Regions from separate parts of the Danio rerio genome. Here region 2 is linked to region 1. The links are chromatin contacts, called in public Micro-C maps. All regions are on one chromosome and are shown on one strand. The core of a region is the stretch at or near the end of the contact, and the rest is flanking DNA. Distances in the headings are between cores, read along the strand shown. Region 1 overlaps cyp2n13 (cytochrome P450, family 2, subfamily N, polypeptide 13). Region 2 holds the start of cyp2p7 (cytochrome P450, family 2, subfamily P, polypeptide 7).

Region 1 (3,760 bases), core at 440-2,939:
ACAGCAGGGTATGTGAACATACATTTTTACATTTCATTCTGAGCATTCAGTGTCTGCATTTTAACTATATTTTACTGTTTTTGCTAAAATCATTGCTGTATTAAAAACAAGTAATGTGTATAATTCAGCATAGTGTGAACTTACCTGAAATGAGAACTGCAGAGTCTAGCATTTTTAATTAGGTCATCACTTTATTCAGCTCTTCTAATGGCTGCTAAGAAGAGCCATCTGAAGTCTGCGGTTGGCATTAAAAGCAGTGTGTTGTACGATAAAATTTAAGTTTTCTATTTTTGGACTTGATTTTGGCTTCCTACTGCACAACACGGCATGTTTGTTATTGCAACAGGTCTTTTTTTTGCAACCCGAATGCACGGTTGAACCTGTGTGACGTAGGCTAGGTTGGTAATTCCCCTATATGATTCGCCCTTGCCTAGATCGTGTGGTCTGGATTCATTCATTCATTCATTTTTCTTTTCGGCATTGTTCCTTTATTAATCCGGGGTCGCCAAAGCAGAAAGCCGTCAACTTATCCACCTTGTTTTTACGCAGCGGATGCCCTTCCAGCCAAACCCATCTCTGGGAAACATCCACTCATCCAAACACACACACCCATACACTACGGACCGTGTTTGGACTGTGGGGGAAACCAGAGCACCTGGAGAAAACCCACACGAACGCAGAGAGAACATGCAACCCCCACACGGAAATGCCAACTGATCCAGCCGAGGCTCGAACCAGCGACCTTCTTGCTTTGAGGCGACAGCACAACCTACCGCATCACTGTGTCGCCATGTGGCCTAGATTGTTTGTCCTAAAATGTGTGGGTCTGCAGCTAGATATATCTCATTTTAATCTAAAAGGTTGCAGTCTAAACGTCTTACCTCTAGATGGCGACTGAAATACACATTTTGCCATTTTTGTCCTCAGTCCTGCTTTGTAAAACTGGTAGTACAAAAATTGTACTTTAGGGGTCAGATCTAATTAGTTCAATAGACTTTATGAAAACAACAAATAATATGGTATAATGCATCGCCTATTTTGGATAGGAAATTATTTTAATATATTATATAGTACAGTTATGAATTTATTGTTATACTTTGTGTGTGTGTGTGTGTAGAATTTAAAAATATATATGGCATGTATAAATCACATTTCAGCCCAAATATTTGTTCAGAAAAGTCTAATATGTTGTTCTAATTGGTTAGATAGACCCTGAAATAGAGAGCGGAAGTTAAAATTGCAAAAAGTGTCCCAGATTAGTGGAGTGGGTGCAGTGGGTAGCATGATCGCTTTACAGCAAGAAGGTCGCTGGTTCAAACCCCCTGGCTGGGTCAGTTGACATTTCTGTGTGGAGTTTGCATGTTCTCCTCGTGTTCACACAAGTTTCCTCTGGGTGCTTCGGTTTCCTCCACAGTCCAAAGACATGCGGTACAGATTATAAATTATGATACTGATAAAGTCTTGACATTCGTTTATATTATGTTTACCAACAAACACACACACATTATCTGATGTGTGTATTTATAGTGGATCTCAACCTTGAGAGTCCAAAGAGTACAACACAAACATATTGTGAAATAAGAATATGGATTTCAACATGATTTATTGTTAGGATAAAACCTTGCTATGTTTGCCATCTCATGTTTGTATTATCTGCAGTTTTCACTAACTTGAACTTCATCCCTTGAACCCAATGTCTGTGATCAGTGCCAACAGGTTGATCATTCTGCAAAGCGTATCTTGACACAATGACCTTTTCTCTCTTTTTTAACTCTGTTTTTGCAGATCCACTATTACTAAGCATGTTTTGCAGATTTGATTTATGTTATAGCTAAATCCGATTTCTCTCACACCCATTCAACAAACAAAAACTACAGCGTAAGCTCTAATGAATTGCTTTTCAGAGATTATAAAGTGATATATTAAGGCAAGACACAGCAGGTGAATATGGTAAAAAACATGTTGATATTTGTCACCATACTTACTCAATTGCATTAAGAATTTCACATATTTATGTATTAGATGTTTTCTAAAATCTCTAAATATGCAAGTGAGGCATTATTTTATAAAAGATCTGCTAGTTTGCATGTATTTTTAGTACAAAAATCTAAAAATGGGGTTTAAATTCTTGTTTTGACATACAGTTAGGTCTTTAAATATTGGGACATCGACACAGTCAGTTTTATCTCTATACACCAACACAATGGATTTGAAATGAAACAAACAAGATGTGCTTTAACTGCAGACTGTCAGCATTAATTTAAGGATATTTACATCCAAATCAGATCAACGGTGTAGGACTTACAACAGTTTGGATCACTTTTTATCACTTCATAATTCAGAAAATATTGCTAACAGCCCAGAAAAATAATTGTAGAATTAAATGTTGTATATATTCAGCCCAAATGAACATATCCTTCTGAAGATCCTTCTTAAAGCCCATGTGAACAAAGTGGTGAAGTTTTACTTTATACTGTAAGTACTGCTAAAAAATCTATTTAGGAGAAAAGAGCTTTAAATAATATGCACAGAAACAATTAATAAAGAAACACTTTTTTAGGTGTTTATTTTCAATAAAGCCAGGAAAAGAAAAACAATTTATGAAGTCAAAAAGCCCAAAATGTGAAATAAAAATTGCCAGTAGTGTCATGTTAGATACATATAATGTACTGTAATTGACTATAAATATTGTTCATTAATTCCTAATAAAAATAGTCAGATTTGTCTCAACGTGCTGTTGCACAGATCTTGAACGGGTGTGGAGTGCGTGTTATTCCAATCACTCCATCCATGTTGAGTTTCTCTCCCTCTGTGGCTGAAAATCTGAATTTGCGGAACAAACTGACAAAAAATAGGAAGAGTTCAATTCTGGCGATCTGCTCCCCCAAACAGACCCTCTTTCCTGTGAAAGAGAGACACAGAGCAAGCAGATGTTAATGCAAACAAGTCTATAATCATTTTCAGTTTGTCTCTGATGTAGAATACTGAAGAAATTTGGGGCAAGTAAGGTTTTTGTTTTATTATTATTATTATATAAAAATCATTATTATAATTTATTAATTTAATTATTTATTAAGTGCTATGCAAAACAAGGCTGTATTTTGTCAATCAAAAACATTAAAAAAACATTCTATTTTGATATATTTTATAAAGGATTTCCATGTCATTTTTAAAGTGTTGATCTGGTGTTCAAGAAACATTTTTGATCATTTCAATTTTCAGAAAGTTCAGTTGAGATTCTAACATGAATAGAACATTTGAGAATATTAATTTTGTGACAATATTAAACTCTTGATCATTTTAATAAATCATTGCTCAATAAAAGTATTAATTACTTTTTTATTTTACCATACTGAACCCAAATCTTTAAACAATCACAGTAAAGTGTTTTTGCTCTCTTATTACCTGCAGAAAAGGGCATAAATGCATCTCGCCTTACAAACTTGCCCTCTTTGTCTAAAAAGTGGCCAGGATTGAACTTGTAGGGTGTCTCCCATTCGTTTTCATCAAAGAGAACAGAGTGCAGTATAGGTAAAACGGTTGTGCCCTGGTTGAAATAATGTAAAAGAAAGGGAGGTTAGACTTCATATTATGACAAATACCACCATTGATCACCTTTCAAATAAAACATTTTACAATTAACCACAGGAAAATCTTTTAAAAAGTGATCTATTTCTTGCAAGTAAGATTTTAAAGTGGCCCATTATGCTTTTTCCTGCTTTATCCATACATGCTATGTATAATGTATCTGTTTTTAGAA
Region 2 (3,760 bases), core at 576-3,075, 55 kb after region 1:
GGATTGTGGGGGAAGCCAGAGCACCCGGAGAAAAGTCATGCCAACACAGGTAGAACATGCAAACTCCACACAGAAATGCCAACTAACCCAGCTCGAACCAGCAACTTTCTTGTTGTGAGGCGATTGTGCTACCCACTGCGCCACTGTGCTGCCCACCCTGAGAATTTATGTTTGAAAAAATGTTTGAATTATCTTGTAAAAGTAGGCTTTCATCCAGCAAATGAACTCAAAAGCACTTAAATAAATTCACTTCCCGCATGTCAAATATTTGAATCACTCAACTTTAGGAGTATGAGCTTCCATGGTAAATTAGCACATAAGCATATTGTAATGCAGCTATTTACATAGAGGTGTTTACTTTGCAGAAGTGCAAGTCACATACAAGTTCATTCTGTTTCTATTTTCAGGAAAGAGAGTGTGTCTTGGGGAGCAGTTGGCGAGGATGGAGCTCTTCCTCTTTTTCACCTCTCTGCTGCAGCATTTCACTTTCTCTTCACCAGCAGGTGTGGAGCCCAGCTTCAATTACAAACTGGGAACAACTCGTGCTCCTAAACCATTCAAATTGTGTGCTGTATCTCGATAAGACAGACAGTACTTGTGACTGATTCTGTATATTTACGGATTTGATTGTTTTGGAAAATGCATTACCATTCGCTTGCTTTGGATAGTGATATATAATTAAGTTTGAGCTAGCGTCTAAAAAACTTGTGCTGTGTAAACTATTTTTTTGTGTGGTCATGATGCATAAAATAGCTTAAATGCTTGATAAATGTCTCTCATGCTGCACCCATGAGGTCTTCACAGTATTGAAGCAGATGTATTAGGTTATTGTAAGCTGAGAAAATATTATATACTATTCCTTCTATGCTAATGAAGGACAACTGAGACATTCCAAGCATGGGATGGGTCCTCCTGATGTGGCAGAATTCCTCACAGCTCCGATACACATCTCTGCCATTTGCTTACAGTAACCATGTGCTTTTCACCATACACAATTCATCTGCCCGTAATCTTCCTTCATATAACTTTGTCATGTTTGGTGTCATTTGACAGTTTAGGACTTCAGCTTTGTAGTGATGAAATCAACAGAGACATTGATTGATTGTATTTTAATATACAATATAATAACTATTGTTGAGTCATGGCCTGAGGAAAGAATGTTAATGTTCTTCTCCCCCACTTTATCTCCTCAACTTTGCTCTCATGTTCAGCTGGTTTTGGGGGTTGGTATTCACTTATTTTTGACAATGCTTTGCTCAGTATAATAAGGAAAGGGTTGATCTGGGAGAATGGCTTTTATCTGCTTCTCCCCCACACCAGTGCGTAGCCTCATATGCTAACAAAGGCAGTTTCACTGTCTTTGTTACACAGCAGTGCTTACTTTACAGCTAATTTCATTATACAGTATGTTAGTTTGTTTTATTCTACTGTCTGTATATTTAAATGTAACTTGATAAACAACTTTGCCTGCTTTAAGACATAGAGATTCTTTCTCCTTATCAATGATGAAAACAACTTTAATGGAGTCAGATTAATTACAATGGAGTCAGATAAATAATGGACTTAAACCTTCAACTGCTTTCTTTCCGATATTGTTTCAATATAGCAGCGTAAGCCTCAAGCCTTACAGTTATGCATTTAACTTTGTGACTCAGTGACGTATACTGTATGCTTGTCAAATATAAGGTCATGTAGAGTGTCTTAAAGCACTGATTACATAACCTTAAATCTGGAACTGTGCCACAACTGCATTGCAAAACAGTCCAAGGAAAGGAGTCCTTTCGAGTTAAAGCGCTGTACAGATCGTAAACCTGACTGAAGTTCATCATGGACGTGTTGCAGTTCTACAAGTGGCTTGACATCAAGACTGTTTTGGTATTTTTAGTTGTGTTTTTATTTTTGAGTGATTATATCAGAAATAAATCGCCGAAAAACTTTCCTCCTGGACCCTGGTCTTTGCCGTTTATTGGACACATTCATCATATCGAGCACAAGAAGGTTCATCTTCAGTTTTTAAAGGTAAATTGTTATACATCTTTACTTTAAACGCGTAAGTTATATATTGTATTTGTAGTTAAACTACAGTAGCTGACTTTTAATTGTTGAGGGTTGGAAGTCTGGATAATTTACAGCTAAAGAGCGCGAAGAGGTCAAAATTACGATTATTTAAAAGACAAATGGTTTACTGTTAGTTGAAAGGTGTTTTGGGCATGTTTTAGCTGGTCAGACCAATTATTACTAGAAGCACATTTAGCATGAACAACATCGCGCTCGCACACACAAAATCTCTGTTATTTAATTCAATCTGTGTATAATGTTTATAGTACATCTATCTGTAAATATTACCCATAGTTTTTCTCTAATTGCACTTTATAAATTATACCTATATCCACTTTAACTCCGCGACTTTCGCTTTAAGATTTAAAGGGCTAGCATTGCACCAGACCCCTAAGTGTTTTCGTTTAAGTGTAGAAGATATTTTATGCACATAGGCTATGGATCATTTTGGTTTTTATTCGACTGTACAAAAGTTATTTACACTTAAATACACAGTATTTTGGAAACCCAAGCTGGGTATTGAACATTGGTTTGTTTTCATATTTTTCATATGGTTCATATGACAGCTGTACAAGTTATAGCTCAAATATAAGCTCTTGCCGGTGCTCATACAGTTCTAGCTTTCTTTTTACTGAATTATATTCACATATCAAACACTTGCCAAATGAATTGTGGTGTTTCCATGGCGCAGAAGTGAAAACAATACATTTATGATCAATAAGCAGCCCCAGATAGCACAGACAGCTGTCATCTCTTACCTTATGCTGTGTGCTTCAGGGCCATTTCTCCTCTGTTTTTGAGGTGATGTGCATAAGTAGTCCTTTATATGTCTGATGTGGTCCAAACACAGTGAATTAAGTTTGATCAAATGTAAGAATAGTGAAATATGAAGACAATGATCGATCCCTGTGGCCTGTATAGCACCTCTCATCAGTTAGAATACAATAACTTTTGCATAGATAATGGTGGAGACTATTTTTCCCCCCTATGATTACAGACATGTGCAGGAACCACCAAAATTAATTACAGCAACCTAGACCACACAGAACCTAAAAGGTACACTTTCAAATTTGAGTTTATAAAAAATACAAAAAGCGCCTCTTTTTTTAGGTGTTTATTATAACACAGACGACATATACAGATATTTTAAACACTTTCAATAGTGTTTTATGAAAGTTCAAAGGGTTTTCTTTAAATGATACCAAATTTTTGCATTTACACCTCTGCATGTGGATTTGGAAAGCTTTTAAATTTGGGAAGGCAAAATCCAGGTGGAAATCCAAAAACAACACTGGGGTTTAATATATATTTTATATTGCATTATGTTTAAATAATATTGCTATTGAGTTATTGACTATATAAGTTATTGACTGTATGAAAACATTGTGAACAGTTGGGACTTCATAAAGTTGAAAATATATGAAAGTGTGTGAACTAATAAATATGACTTTTTTAGCCTGCTATTTAATGCACCATTTCTTAATTTTCAATCTTTATTTTGCAGTTTGCTGAAAAATATGGCAAGATTTTCAGCATAAGACTTTTTGGACCAAGAATTGTAGTGTTGGATGGATATAAACTGGTAAAGGAGGTGTATTTGCAACAGGGTGACAATCTGGCTGATCGGCCCATTTTACCAATGTTTTATGACATCACTGAAGACAAAGGTCAGTCTGAATGAAAAATGCCATTTACTCACCTT

The links. Hi-C and Micro-C count contacts between places; a contact is called where the count stands out from the background.
Region 2: a Micro-C map of caudal fin shows a contact between it and region 1, with 13 times the contacts expected there. The contact joins the promoter of cyp2p7 here to the enhancer-like site in region 1. A contact is called at or near these places in 3 of 18 Hi-C or Micro-C datasets (caudal fin, hematopoietic stem cells and an unstated tissue).

What each region holds. Positions count from the first base shown.
Region 1 is chr20:28,188,597-28,192,356 of GRCz12tu, forward strand. It overlaps cyp2n13 (cytochrome P450, family 2, subfamily N, polypeptide 13), which reads right to left. Exons shown (of 9, transcript NM_001007356.1): 8 at 3,406-3,547; 9 at 2,542-2,902. The coding sequence ends at 2,727. Among named protein-coding and RNA genes, the nearest start is that of cyp2n13, 8.2 kb to the right of the region's middle. Within about 2 kb of position 1,690, at least 4 of the 62 cell types and tissues checked have an H3K27ac peak or open chromatin away from gene starts, as enhancers often do.
Region 2 is chr20:28,243,034-28,246,793 of GRCz12tu, forward strand. cyp2p7 (cytochrome P450, family 2, subfamily P, polypeptide 7) reads left to right here and starts at 1,826. Exons shown (of 9, transcript NM_001083049.1): 1 at 1,826-2,019; 2 at 3,563-3,725. The coding sequence starts at 1,828. cyp2p6 (cytochrome P450, family 2, subfamily P, polypeptide 6) reads left to right here. Exons shown (of 9, transcript NM_200139.1): 9 at 408-1,480. The coding sequence ends at 583.